Linked DNA regions of Sus scrofa: region 1 is linked to region 2. The links are chromatin contacts, called in public Hi-C maps. All regions are on one chromosome and are shown on one strand. Each heading gives the region's core, a stretch centred on a gene start, on an enhancer-like site or on the middle of the called end of the contact. The rest is flanking DNA. Distances are from core to core; before and after follow the strand shown.

What was found. A called contact is a pair of places that touch in the nucleus more often than the background predicts.
Region 1: a contact with region 2 is called in a Hi-C map of liver, with 13 times the contacts expected there. The contact joins the promoter of SPP2 here to the promoter of TRPM8 in region 2. A contact is called at or near these places in 1 of 5 promoter capture datasets (fetal skeletal muscle) and 1 of 47 Hi-C or Micro-C datasets (liver).

The regions. Positions count from the first base shown.
Region 1 is chr15:134,279,896-134,286,236 of Sscrofa11.1, reverse strand. It overlaps SPP2 (secreted phosphoprotein 2), which reads right to left and starts at 3,451. Exons shown (of 8, transcript NM_213780.1): 1 at 3,252-3,451; 2 at 3,028-3,152. The coding sequence starts at 3,318.
Region 2 is chr15:134,183,217-134,188,873 of Sscrofa11.1, reverse strand. It overlaps TRPM8 (transient receptor potential cation channel subfamily M member 8), which reads right to left and starts at 3,558. Exons shown (of 28, transcript XM_021074741.1): 1 at 3,528-3,558; 2 at 2,636-2,760; 3 at 2,143-2,218; 4 at 1,748-1,934. The coding sequence starts at 3,558.

The sequences.
Region 1 (6,341 bases), core at 2,202-4,701, 97 kb before region 2:
ACCACCTCCCTGCCCCTCAGGGAGTGAGCAAGGAACCTGTTACTTTTCACTCCCTTGTGCTGCAGCCTAAGTTCTGATAAAGCCTGGCCTGAATTTCTTTTCTGGCCTTTTATCAATTTCTCTTGATTAAAGGAGTCCGAAGACCCTGGACAGTAACTGTCCTTAACCGTGACTCCATAGTAGGATGACCAGGAAACATTTAAGAATATGAGCCCCACCCCCGAGACTAGGATTTCATTCATCATCGTCCCTCCTGGACATCAGGAGTATTTCAATCTCCCAGATGATGCTGATGTGCCATGGGGTTGAGAACCACTGGACTTATAAAGCAAACTCCGGGATAAAGTAGCTGGGCCTAACCCTTCTCCCTAAGTCCACTGAACTCTAACCCAAATCTCCCGCACATCCACAAAGATGACCAAACCATCATTGCCTTTGAGCATGCTCCTAGAAATGAAACTATGAGCTCAAATGTTATAAATATTTATTTTCAGTGTTGAATGTGTTTATAAATACGCTTAATACATATTTCCAAATCGCTTTCCAAAGATACTTCTACCTCATCGCACCCTCTCTAGCAGTGCTGGCATTTCCTTTTCACTTTGTTTTTCTTCCTTTCTACCTTGTTATTTTAATTCTGATTTTGTTGGCTATCAGAGAGGTGAAGTCTTTTTCCAAATGTGTTGAGCCCTTTTGTGCTTCTCCTTCAGTGAATTGTTTCGTATGCTCTGTGCCAATGATCTGTTCCTTCATCTCTTTCTTAAGGGTTTTGCATAGCTCTGGGGGGAATTTTCATGTCTCCTGGCATGGAAGGAATTGGCCCGTTTGGGGCCATCTTTAGTGCATTTGTAGAAGGTGTAACTAACACATACAATAAAGCAAAATGTGAGCGACTTCTGAGAAGATAAAAACATCACCAGGACAGATCAAAGGAGGAGGGTTTTCCTTCCACTGGGAGAAGAAAGGAATTTTTCATGGAAGAGACATGGTGAATATAACTTGGCTGATGAATCTGAGTAATGAGTAAAGGCTGGGGAGAAGCAAGAACAGGCAGACTTTCAGATGGAAGATCGGCACGCAGGAGGCGGAGAGGCACCTCCTCCTAAGTGTGTTCTCATTAAGGATCACACACCCGCATACATAAGGTGCCATTGTGTCTGGACTCAGGTCTTGGATACCAAGATGGTTCACAGGCTCAAATGAGCCCTGGCGACTACACCTCCCGCCAGCCCATCTCCACGGACAAGATTTCCATGGTGTCAGGAACTGACTTTTTGGGGATCTGTCCTCATGCTCTTATGCCTTTAATTAACTACTAACTTTTGTCTGTAGTGAGAACTAGCCAAATCGCAAGTAAATTTAAACTGTTTATTGGCAAGAGGACACCAATTCCACCACACCACACACGGATTTCATTCAGTGTGAAAGACGGAGGCCAGCAGAGCCATGTGCAAGGGAGATATACTTTTTATTACACTACTAGAGGGAACGCACCCTTCAGCTTGGCAGCTGGCCAAACCTGCACCTGCACATCCAGCCCAAGTGATCTCACTCTGGCCACAACAGCCTGCTTCTGGGCTGGACGCCTAGCTACAGCATCATCTTCGTGACCTATGGCCCAATTAGAAAAGATAACTGGGACAATTCGATTAATTTCCTGGGAATCTGGATGGGAGAAATGGGGCCAGTTTCTGAAAAGGAAGGGTCAAAATGAATGCACTATATGGACTGGATCTAAGAAGCCGTGACCTGTGTGACCTTCACAGGAGGAGAAGGAGAGGGAGCAAACAAGTTGCACCCTAGGGTGGCACCCAGCAGGGATGGGAGAGACAAGCACCAGGTGGAGAGGAATCCAGCCTTTGGGCCTCTGCGAGGAAGCAGCTGCTGCCTGGACCCCTGGCCGTGTCCATGTGGTTCCAAGTTTCCAGGCATCCTGGCTGCAACGAGTTCTAATTCATAGGACCTGGAACTTTCTAGAACCTGCTCACCTCCCATCTTAACCTAAACTCGCTGGCAGGTATTTCTGCTCCCACCTTACACAGGATGATGAACAAGCAGTGAAATCACTTGGGGCCCAGCTAAGAGGGAGGCCAACTGCTGCTTCGTTTCTCATTTCCTTTGAAGGATGTTTCTGTCTCTTTCTTTGGCAATCACAGCCGTAGTCATTGGAAGCCCATGAAAATTCATCTTTTTCCATTTCCCAAAGATAACAGGAAACAGACTATTACCAAACTGACAAAGGAAAGGGGCTTTCTTTGGCTCAAAAGCCAGAATTTATTTCCTCTAAGTATTAGGAGCAGAACCACTGAACTTGAAAAAGCCTTATTTCTAATAAATAGGCAGTTTTTAATAAAACATCTTAAGAGGAACCATGGAGACTTTGGGTACAGAAGCAGGATATGCGGAGGGTAACATCTGGAAATAGGAAATGAGGCCAGAGGGAAGAAAACGGCAGAAGAATCAGGCTTGCAAAGGAGCTCTGAAAGCTTTATGACAATAATAGCAATTAAATCCTTTCTCTATCAAAACAAACAAACAAACAAAAAAACAAAACAGTGTGAGGGAGCTGAGCAGCTACTATCGGTTTAAACTGGAAATTTTTTCCATGAAAAATTAAATTTAAACTGGAAAACTTTAACTTCATTTTAAACTGGAAACATTTTCAGTTGAAATTTAAGTATTTTTGTACCCCCCAGGTTTTCCCATCGAGGCTCAGTGGAAATGAATCTGACTAGTATCCATGAGGATGTGAGTTTGATTCCTGGCCTCGCTCAGTGGGTTAAGGATCTGGCGTTGCTGTGAGCTGTGGTATATAGGTCACAGATGCAGCTCGGATCTGGTGTTGCCGTGTCTGTGGTGTAGGCCAGTGGCTGCAGCTCCAACTAGACCCCTAGCCTGGGAACCTCCATATGTCAAGGGTGAGGCCCCAAAAAGACCAAAAAGAAATTTCGTACACCCAAAATGACAAAAGAAAGAAAACCAGAAGGAAGAATAAAGAGGATTAGAGAAGACAAAAGGGGCACTTACCCTTTTTAGTGAGCTCCTGAAGGCCCGAAACAGATAGGGGCTCAGCGACTGGGAATTCACTTTGGCCACGGAGGCGCCGACAGCCTCCCTCAGGGAAGATGGGTCGTAGTCATACACGGGAAAACCTGGACGCCCAAGCACGCGGGGACACGGTGAGACAGGGCACACGGGTGGGGCAGCTCCACATCACTAGGTGCAGGTGGCCCTGTCTCTGAGCCCCTTACCTGCACAGGACCAGAAGCTCGTTCCCAGGACAAACATCGCCAACATCCTCATCGCCCTCTTCTCCATGTTGGGAAGAACAGCTTCAGTTCAGAGCCAGGGAGACCGTCCCTGTGCCTTTGGGGGCCACAAGTCGCCCTGAAAACAGCTCTTTATCAAATGTGACCTGGCTTGCTCTCTCTCTCTGACTGGAGCAGACGGCAGCCTTAGCAGAAATAATTGATCCCGAAGAGTCAATATTTTCTGCTGGCTCTTCCTGTGGAAAGGTCCAGTTTGGGGCCACTTTTGAAATTTCAACCTCACCACGGGACTTTAACCTGCAGCCAGACAGCAGCCAAGAGGCAGGATTCCATGGGCACTATTTGTTTTTCTCTATTTTAATTTCATTCACATGGACGGCCTAGTTCCCTTTATTTCATTTTGTCTTAGAAGGAGGGAGTGTCATCTTACTTTCAACGAAACAGATAATTTTTTAAATTTATTTTATTGAAATATGGTTGCTTGACAATGTGTGAATTTCTGCTGGACCGCTAAGTGATTCAGTTAAACACATACAGGTATCATTTTTCACATTCTTTTCCGTTATGGTTCATCACAGGATGTTGAATATAGTTCCCCGTGCTATTCAGTAGCCTTGCTGTTTACCCAATAGCTTGCATCCACTAATACCGGACTCCCAAATCCATCCCTCCCCCATTCTTGCTCTTGACAACCGCAGTCTCTTCTCTATGTTTGTGAGTTTGTTTCCGCAAAATACTTAATTTCAAATTGTCATCCACTTAGTTCCCTTCCATGCTCCTAAAGATTTCGCAGTTGGCTGTTTGCAAACACTGTGTGGTTATTTCACGATCTTACTGGAAATTATGATTATAAAGGAGAGACTTTACTCTGTAGGAACTAAAAACGCCAACCAAGATCATCTGCAGTCAACAGTGGTGACACAGCTCCTGCCCACCAACCTTCTCTGCTAATGGATATTTTTGCACCTCACCTGGATAATGAGATGTTTGCATACTGATGATTCTCATGCGCTGTAAGAGCTGAAGGTAGTTTATGAATCATTAAGAAGAAGAGATGCTTTACAGTAAATACAGGTTGTGTGACATACAGCTCATGGTGGTCTCATTCTTTGAATTCATGTGTAAGAAGCTGACTTGTTCTAGGATTCAGAAACACCTGGACCAGAATCCTGGCTCTACCTTTGTCAGGGGTATATCTGTGGGCATCATCCTCAATGCCTCTGAACCTCAACTTCCTCACCGATAAGGTGAGCATAAATGGTTCAATGTAAAGATGAACTATTAGTCAGAGAGGCACAGAGAGACAGAGAGAGATTGCTTTCAAGGATTCAGTTTGTGCGACGGCACGGCACGGCAAGTTCAAAATCTTCAGATGGGTTGGAAGGCTGGATTCCCAAGAAAGAGTTGCAGGTTGAGTCCAAAGGCCATTTACTGCCACAATGCCTTCCTGCTGGGGAGGTCAGTCTTTGTATAGTCAAGTCTTCAACTGACTGGATGCGGCCCACCCATAATAAGGAGAATAATCTGTTTCCTCAGCATCCACTGACTTACAAGTTAATCTCTCCTAAAAATTATCACAGAAACATCCACAATAATGCTTGGCCAAATATCTGGGCACCAGAGCCAAGCTGACACATAAAATGAACCATCATATAAAAATTAAATCACAAGCCCTTGGAAGAACACTTGGCAAATGAATTGCTCGATAAATGGTAACTGCTAGTAAGAATTCAATTCGATAAATATTTTTTAGTAGCTGCTATGTAATAGGCAAGTGGTCCAGGGAACATCTAAAAGAACTAATCATCTAGCTCATGCTGCTTATAAACAAGGCACATAGAAGGGCCAATGAGAGAGGCATAAATTGCTCTGAGAATTCTTGGAGGTGGTGGGGCCATTGACAGTTTGCTCAGTTCTCTGGACTTTGGTTCCCAGGTGGTCGGGCATATCTTCAAACTGGATGACAGGTGCCAGGAGAGAAGGAGACTCAAGTCAGAAAGAAAGGACAGACAGAAGACTACTGGGAAAGGGACTGCAGCCCCTTACCAAGGACATGGTGTGGGGTGGCCCGGTTCCCTAGAGGCAGACCGGGCCTTGCTACCAACAAGGAGGAGGAGACAGAAGAGGAGGAGGAGTCAGAGGAGGAGGATGGGGAAGAAGAGATACTGGAGAGATTTAACACCAAAGATGGGCCTTACAGGAAGTGCAGTGACACATAATTTCAACAACTCCCACTACATGAGGCCACTTCATTAATCAACATGTCAACTCTGCTTTGCCTGCCCTCTGCACCCAGGTTTGGAATCATGCTCTGACTGCCCTCACCCGGAAGGGCGTCTTCCTCCAAGTTTTGTTCACCAGCACAAAGGCCCAAAGGTAGATTTTTAGAAGGATACAAAGCAGAAACAGACTCAAAGATTTCCAAACCAAATTTATGGTTATCAAAGGGATAAATTAGTTTGGGATTTTGAGTTTGGGATTAATATATACACACTATTATATATAAAATAGATAAGTAACAAGGACCTACTGTGTAGCACAGGGAAATCCACTCAATACTGTGTAGTAACCTATATGGGAAAAGAATGTGAAAAGGAATGAATATATATACATATATATATATATATATATATATATATGATTCACTTTGCTGTATGCCTGAAATGACTACAGCATTGTAAATCAGCTATATTCTAATAATTTTTTTAAATCCCCAGAATATCTCAGTGCCTAAATGCTCATTGCCTCATGCAGCATCTCTGCGTCCAGCAGCTCCTGGCCCCATCCGGGGCCACTCTCCTTCCTACACTGGGTTCCAGCCACACAAGTGTCCTTGAAGTTCCTCAAGGACACCAGGCAACTTTTGTCCCATGGCCTTTGCCTGCACCATTCCTTCCAACAGGCAACAATCCATGACATTCCCCTGGCTTCCCCTCCTCCTCTACTTCCCATCATTAGGATTTCAGTTTAAATTAGCTGCCTCTTTGGAGAGTGAGCTTCCCTGACCACCCACCTGCACCTCACACATCCCCTCCCCCCACATCCGCTCTCTGCTTCTTCCCTCCTAGCTCT
Region 2 (5,657 bases), core at 2,309-4,808:
TTTTGTGACTCAGTCTTTGATGTTTCAAAACATGCAAGACTTAGAGTAGATGAGCATCTGGTTAGATGGTGCAGAGGCTTGGTGTCACCTGCCAACCTCTATAAAACAACAAGGTGCATCACCACGGCCACTCCGGTGGGCTCCTGGGCTCGTGGGGATACTCAAGAGAGCGACAGCCTCTCTTGAATCTTTTACCAGCTACCACCAGAGCTAAAAATATGCAATGAAACGATACCTCTCTGGGGACAAGCTGCTTGCCAAATTCTTCCTGTTCACACACCATTTCTGAGAATTGCAAGATGCAAACAGCTTGAATAATGAACTAGGGAGCATTTGTTTGTTTGTTGTCATGGTTGTTAATAATTTAGTTTTGAACATGGTAGTGAAAACAGAGATAAAAGAGTTTGCTTACGTGGCCTTGGAATCTTTGGTAAAGAAGACACACTCCCGTTTCTTAAAATTTGCTTGAATGAAATTCACCAAGTCCTTCAGAGAAAGAAAGAACGTTGGAATAACACACCACTAATTTGTCCTCACCCCCTGCTGATCTAGTAAACAATCTAAACCTACTTCAAAAGTTTTAAGAATTCACCACCATGGAGTTCCTGTACTGGCTCAGCCGTAATGAACCTGACTAGTATCCATGAGGACACAGATTCAGTCCCTGGCCTCCATCAGTGGGTCAAGGATGCGGCGTTGCCGTGACCTGTGGCATATGTCGCAGTGGTGGCTTGGATCTGTGTGGCTGTGGCTGTGGTGTAGGCTGGCAGCTGCAGCTCTGATTTGACCCCTAGCCTGGGAACCTCCATAGGCCTTGGGTACAGCCCTAAAAAGACAAGAAGAAGAAGAGGAAGAGGGAGAGGAGGAGGAAGAAGAAGAAGAATTATTCACCACCTATTCCTAGCACCTTTTCATGCTTTTAGAGCACACAAAGTCTGCACAAAAAAAAACAAAAAACAAAAAAAGCAAAAAAAAAAAAAAAACACACAGACACATATATTTAAATTGTTATAACTAAATGCAAATTTTTCTAAAAGTTACTTGACATTATCTTGTAACAAATGTCATCATGAGCATACAAAGTATGCTTTTCTGACTCTAAGGCAACTGGGGGAATATAAGCATGTGTTGACAGTTTAGCATAAATCATTTAGTGTTGCAGATTCTCATTCCTCTTACGCTTGCTTTGCAAAAGACGGTATGTTCTGAATATTCCTTCTGGATGCATCCGCCCTCCCACAAGCAAAGGTGTTGGGTCGCAATCACCACCACCTTTTCTCCTTCAAAATACTTTCTAAGCTCTTCACTGATTTTAAATCTTCTGAACACAGATGAAGAAAACTCAACAGATGTATAAGCTTGTGAGATTAATGATGGTGGCGGAAGGGTGGTGACAAAAACTGCCTTGTGAAAAACTCTCTGAAAATTCACTTTGCTGAGAGGTGTGTCCTCGGGCTCAAACCGTACCCACCCAGCACTGGGATGTACTTGGGTCGTCTCAGAAGTTCTACCCACAGGGCTGCTGGCATCTCTGAAGGGTGAGAGATTTGAAGGGAGCAAGAAATCCATCTAGAAATCCGGTGGGAACCGGAAGGAGCGGGGCAAGAGAGAGGCAGCCTTTGTCTCCCAGAGGCACCAGGGCTTGCACCCAAGTGTGATCTCGAAAGGTCTTTTCTGCCCTCCCAGGGGGCTCTCCCTGCTGGGAGCGGGAGCAGGGGACACTGGAGAGGCCACCAGCATGCTTTGCCTGTCGTGTAATTCGCACAGGACTGGGGCCAAGTTGACAGCAGGTGCAGATTCGAAGGAGGTGCTCCATGTGGGGAGTGGCAAGTGCACTCCGCCAATCACATCAAAATACTGACAGGCCCAGCACCCCCGAAGCGCCGCCCCATCCCTCCGCCTTCCAAAGTTGGCCACCTCCCAGACTTTTAACACTGCAGTTGAGAGAAACCCTGGTGTCAGACGGAGTGCCTGCTGACCAATGAGAGCATTCGCTACGCCCTGACAAGGACCAGACACCCTCGAGGTGTCGCCAAAGACTGGGGTGGGAGGGGCAGTGCAGCACAAAGGGGGGGCCTTCTGCGGACGCCCCCACCCTGAGTCCGCTCATCCCTAAGCAAGGACCAGGTGTGAGGTCGCTACAATGGGAAGTCCTGAAGGCCACATGCACGCAGGCTTGGAACAAGGAGAAACGCGTGCCGAAGAGCACAGCTCGAGGCTACAGCAAGAGCAAAGGCAGACCCAGAACGAGCTCCCGCCAGAGTCGAAGAAAAGGATTTCAATTCAAAACTCATATTCAGGGTGAACCCACAAGGCTGGAAGCCAGACTACCAAGCACTACGTAGTAAAACAAACATCGAAAGTGCAGTATTTAAGACTTTGTAAAAGTCAGTTAACAAGTGGGTTGTTTAACAACGTGCTATGGTTACAAGCCACAATCTTGAAAACAGAACGCTTAAAAAGCAGCTCAGAAAATGCCTCTACCTTCCGTATAAATAATCCACAAACGAAATACTATCCGTTGAGAAATGAACTTTCTAAAGAAGGGGTATTGGTTTGCAAAGAATCCAAACTGCAAAATGATGCTTTCTGACATAACAAGGGCAGTGGGGGCGCGGAAGGGCCCTGAACTCACGCTCTCGCTGTAGGACACGTCTGTGCTCCGAGATGCGCTGGAGTACAGGGTCCGCGTGCTGTCCAGCATGCCGTTCCTCCTGTTCCTCATGCTGAGCCGGGCGCCCTTGAAGGACATCTCTTCTCCTGTGAAAGGATGGGGGTGGGGGTAAGATGGGGTCACGAGCGGAGAAAGGGCTGCCCTCTTCTCCCCCGTCGCCATGCGCTGTGCCTCACGCGCATCCGCCTGCTCGCATCAGGCAATTGGACCCCGCCGCTGCTCTCCTCTCCCCGTTCCTCCTTGTCCTCCGGGACCCAGCTTGAGCTCTGTTTTCTTGGTACTGGATCCATGGCCACTGATGCCTGGGCAGGGCCCTCCTGGGGGCCCCTCTCCTAAGGGAGGTAGGGCCGGGCATCCCAGACCCTCCGCCACACGCACACACAAGACGTGCTCCCTGGCTCCTCCCCAGTTAATGGATCTGGAGTAAAGGAACTTGGAGAACTGTAAGTAGCTCCTTGTGGCAGCTGTGAGAGCCCTGACCTGATCCAATGGCGTCAAGTGGGACAGGAACCCTGAATCGGCCTTGAGGGCCGGTGTGCTCTGAGTCAGCCTGACACTTGGAGCTGGCACATGGGTCCCAGGGACACCCAGCAATTCCTTCCCAGGCTCAGGAGCAGACTGTTAGTCTGGGCATCACAGAAGCCTCAGCTGCCATGGAGATGGCTCTGGGCCACCCTCCCTTCTTCTGCTGCTCAGACCCTCCCATCCCAGCGGCAGGAATCCTCTATCCCTCTTGTCTCCCAACACTATCTCAGCCCCGTGTCCCCAAGAGCTGCTACACATCCCCTGTTGTCCAGCAGATGCAGCAAACACATTTCTAGAACAAAAGCATCATCTGTCTTCTACACCCCACCTTCCTGTGTCTCCTCCTGGGACTGCTGCATGTCCCCCCCAATCACCACATCCAAGTGGCAGCCCCACCCCCTTCACCCTCTGCAGCTTGCCACCTGGGCCCTGCTTACTTCCCCAGCCAGATTGCACCCACCTCCCTCTCCTTCTGAACCCCTTCTTTGCCATCTGGATCCCACCGTCTGTCTGGACGCCTCCACCCCAAACACTCCCCATCTGGTTATCTCCTGCTCACCCTCCCAGCCTTATGCATTCTTTCTCCAGGGAGGTGCCTGTGACGCCCAGGCTGGCACAAATGCCCAGTGACCTGTTCTGGAAGCACCTTCTACTCTCCACCAAGCCGTAAGTATCCTGATTTGTCCCATGGTCTGTTTGGCCCCTGTCCCCCTGCTTCAGTCAAAAACTATATCTCAGAGCTCCTGATGCAGCACCAAGGTGCAGGTCTGATCCGCAGCTCAGCACAGTGGGTAGGATTCAGAGTCATCACAGCTGCAGCATAGGTCACAACTGCAGCTTGGATCTGACGCCTGGCCTTGGAACTCCATATGCTGTGGAGCAGCCAAAAAATTAAATAAACAAACCAAAAAAACAAAAAAAACAAAAAAAACAAAAAAAAAACCCCAGCTCTATCAAGAAGTTCCCTTTACCTTGGCTCAGGCTGCATCTGCGACACAGGTTCAATCCCTGGCCTGAGATCTTCCATGTGCCACGGACACAGCCAATAAAACAAATAAAGAAACAAACGAAAACAGATCTATCTGTTCCGCTTATTCCCAGAATCTGGCACAATTCACAGAGTAGAACTGTCCCCATATTGACTGAGTGAATAATTTAAAGTTATCATGTAATACTCCCTCCCATTCGCCAGATCCTTCTTTGGTTCGCAAATTACTTCCTCCTCGCTTTCCACACCCCCTGCAGGTGGAGAGGCCTGAGACCCACAGCTCCCGATCTGTGAGCCTGGCTCCTCTGTCCAGACAGCCAGGCCCAACATCCAAGCCAGCGCCCCCCGCCTCCGCCTTCCACCCCACAGAGGCTGGACTCTCTTTAAAGCCCGCTCAGAACCCTCGGGCCAGGCTGTTTAAAACCAGCATTGCCTCTTTTACTTCTCTCCCCAGGCGTTTCACAGAGAGGCTCCGAGTATTAATTGGTACTTTACATACATTATCGTAAAACCACAGATCAATCCTGCAAGTATTTACTGCGCTCCCCATACAGCAAATGGCTTCGAAGTGGCGGGGGGAGGAGGGGGTTTCAATGGCTAGGAGAGGATTTCATTTGCTGGCAATAAATAAATAACCTGCTTATTTCTTTGCAATGGAAAAAGTGAATTTTGTTGTTTGTTTGTTTTTTTTTTTTGTCTTTTTGCCATTTCTTGGGCCACTCCCGTGGCATATGGAGGTTCCCAGGCTAAAGGTCTAATCGGAGCTGTAGCCACCAGCCTAGCCACAGCCACAGCAACGCAGGATCCGAGCCGAGTCTGTGACCTACACCACAGGTCACGGCAATGCCAGATCATTCACCCACTAAGCAAAGCCAGGGATCGAACCTGCAACCTCATGGTTCCTAGTCAGATTCGTTAACCACTGCACCACGACGGGAACCCCCCGATTTTTTGCTTTTTAATCGTATTTCAGTCAAATAAGAAATGGGAAAGCTGTGTAAGAAGTGCAGAAACTTGCCCAGTCCAACATTTCAAATGCCCTTATTCGGTATTAGTTTCTAACCCGTTTTCTGGGGCCAGGTGATATTCGAGTTGACTCATTGTGAGTCCAGGCGCTCTTCACACGGTCTCATGTACCGTGTCTGGTTTATCCATCTCCCACACACATTCAGGAGTTAAGGCTTAAGTGTGACGGGGCATTAGGAGAAGGACACAGGGTTTCCAGGGGGGTCTGGAGAGGGCAGAGGCCACAGGGAACCCCTAGGAGCCTCGGTCAAAAGGGGGGTAAACTGGAAAAGCCGGACAACCAGGAGGAGGAGGAAGTGAAGGTCACACCAGGGAGAAAGGCGTCGACACATCACACGCTAAGAAAAAGTAATAAAACCACACCACCAGGTGAAACAATACAAAACCCAGTTGAAAAATGGACAAAAGAATCCAAAACCACCAAACAGAAATCCTCCATAAGCA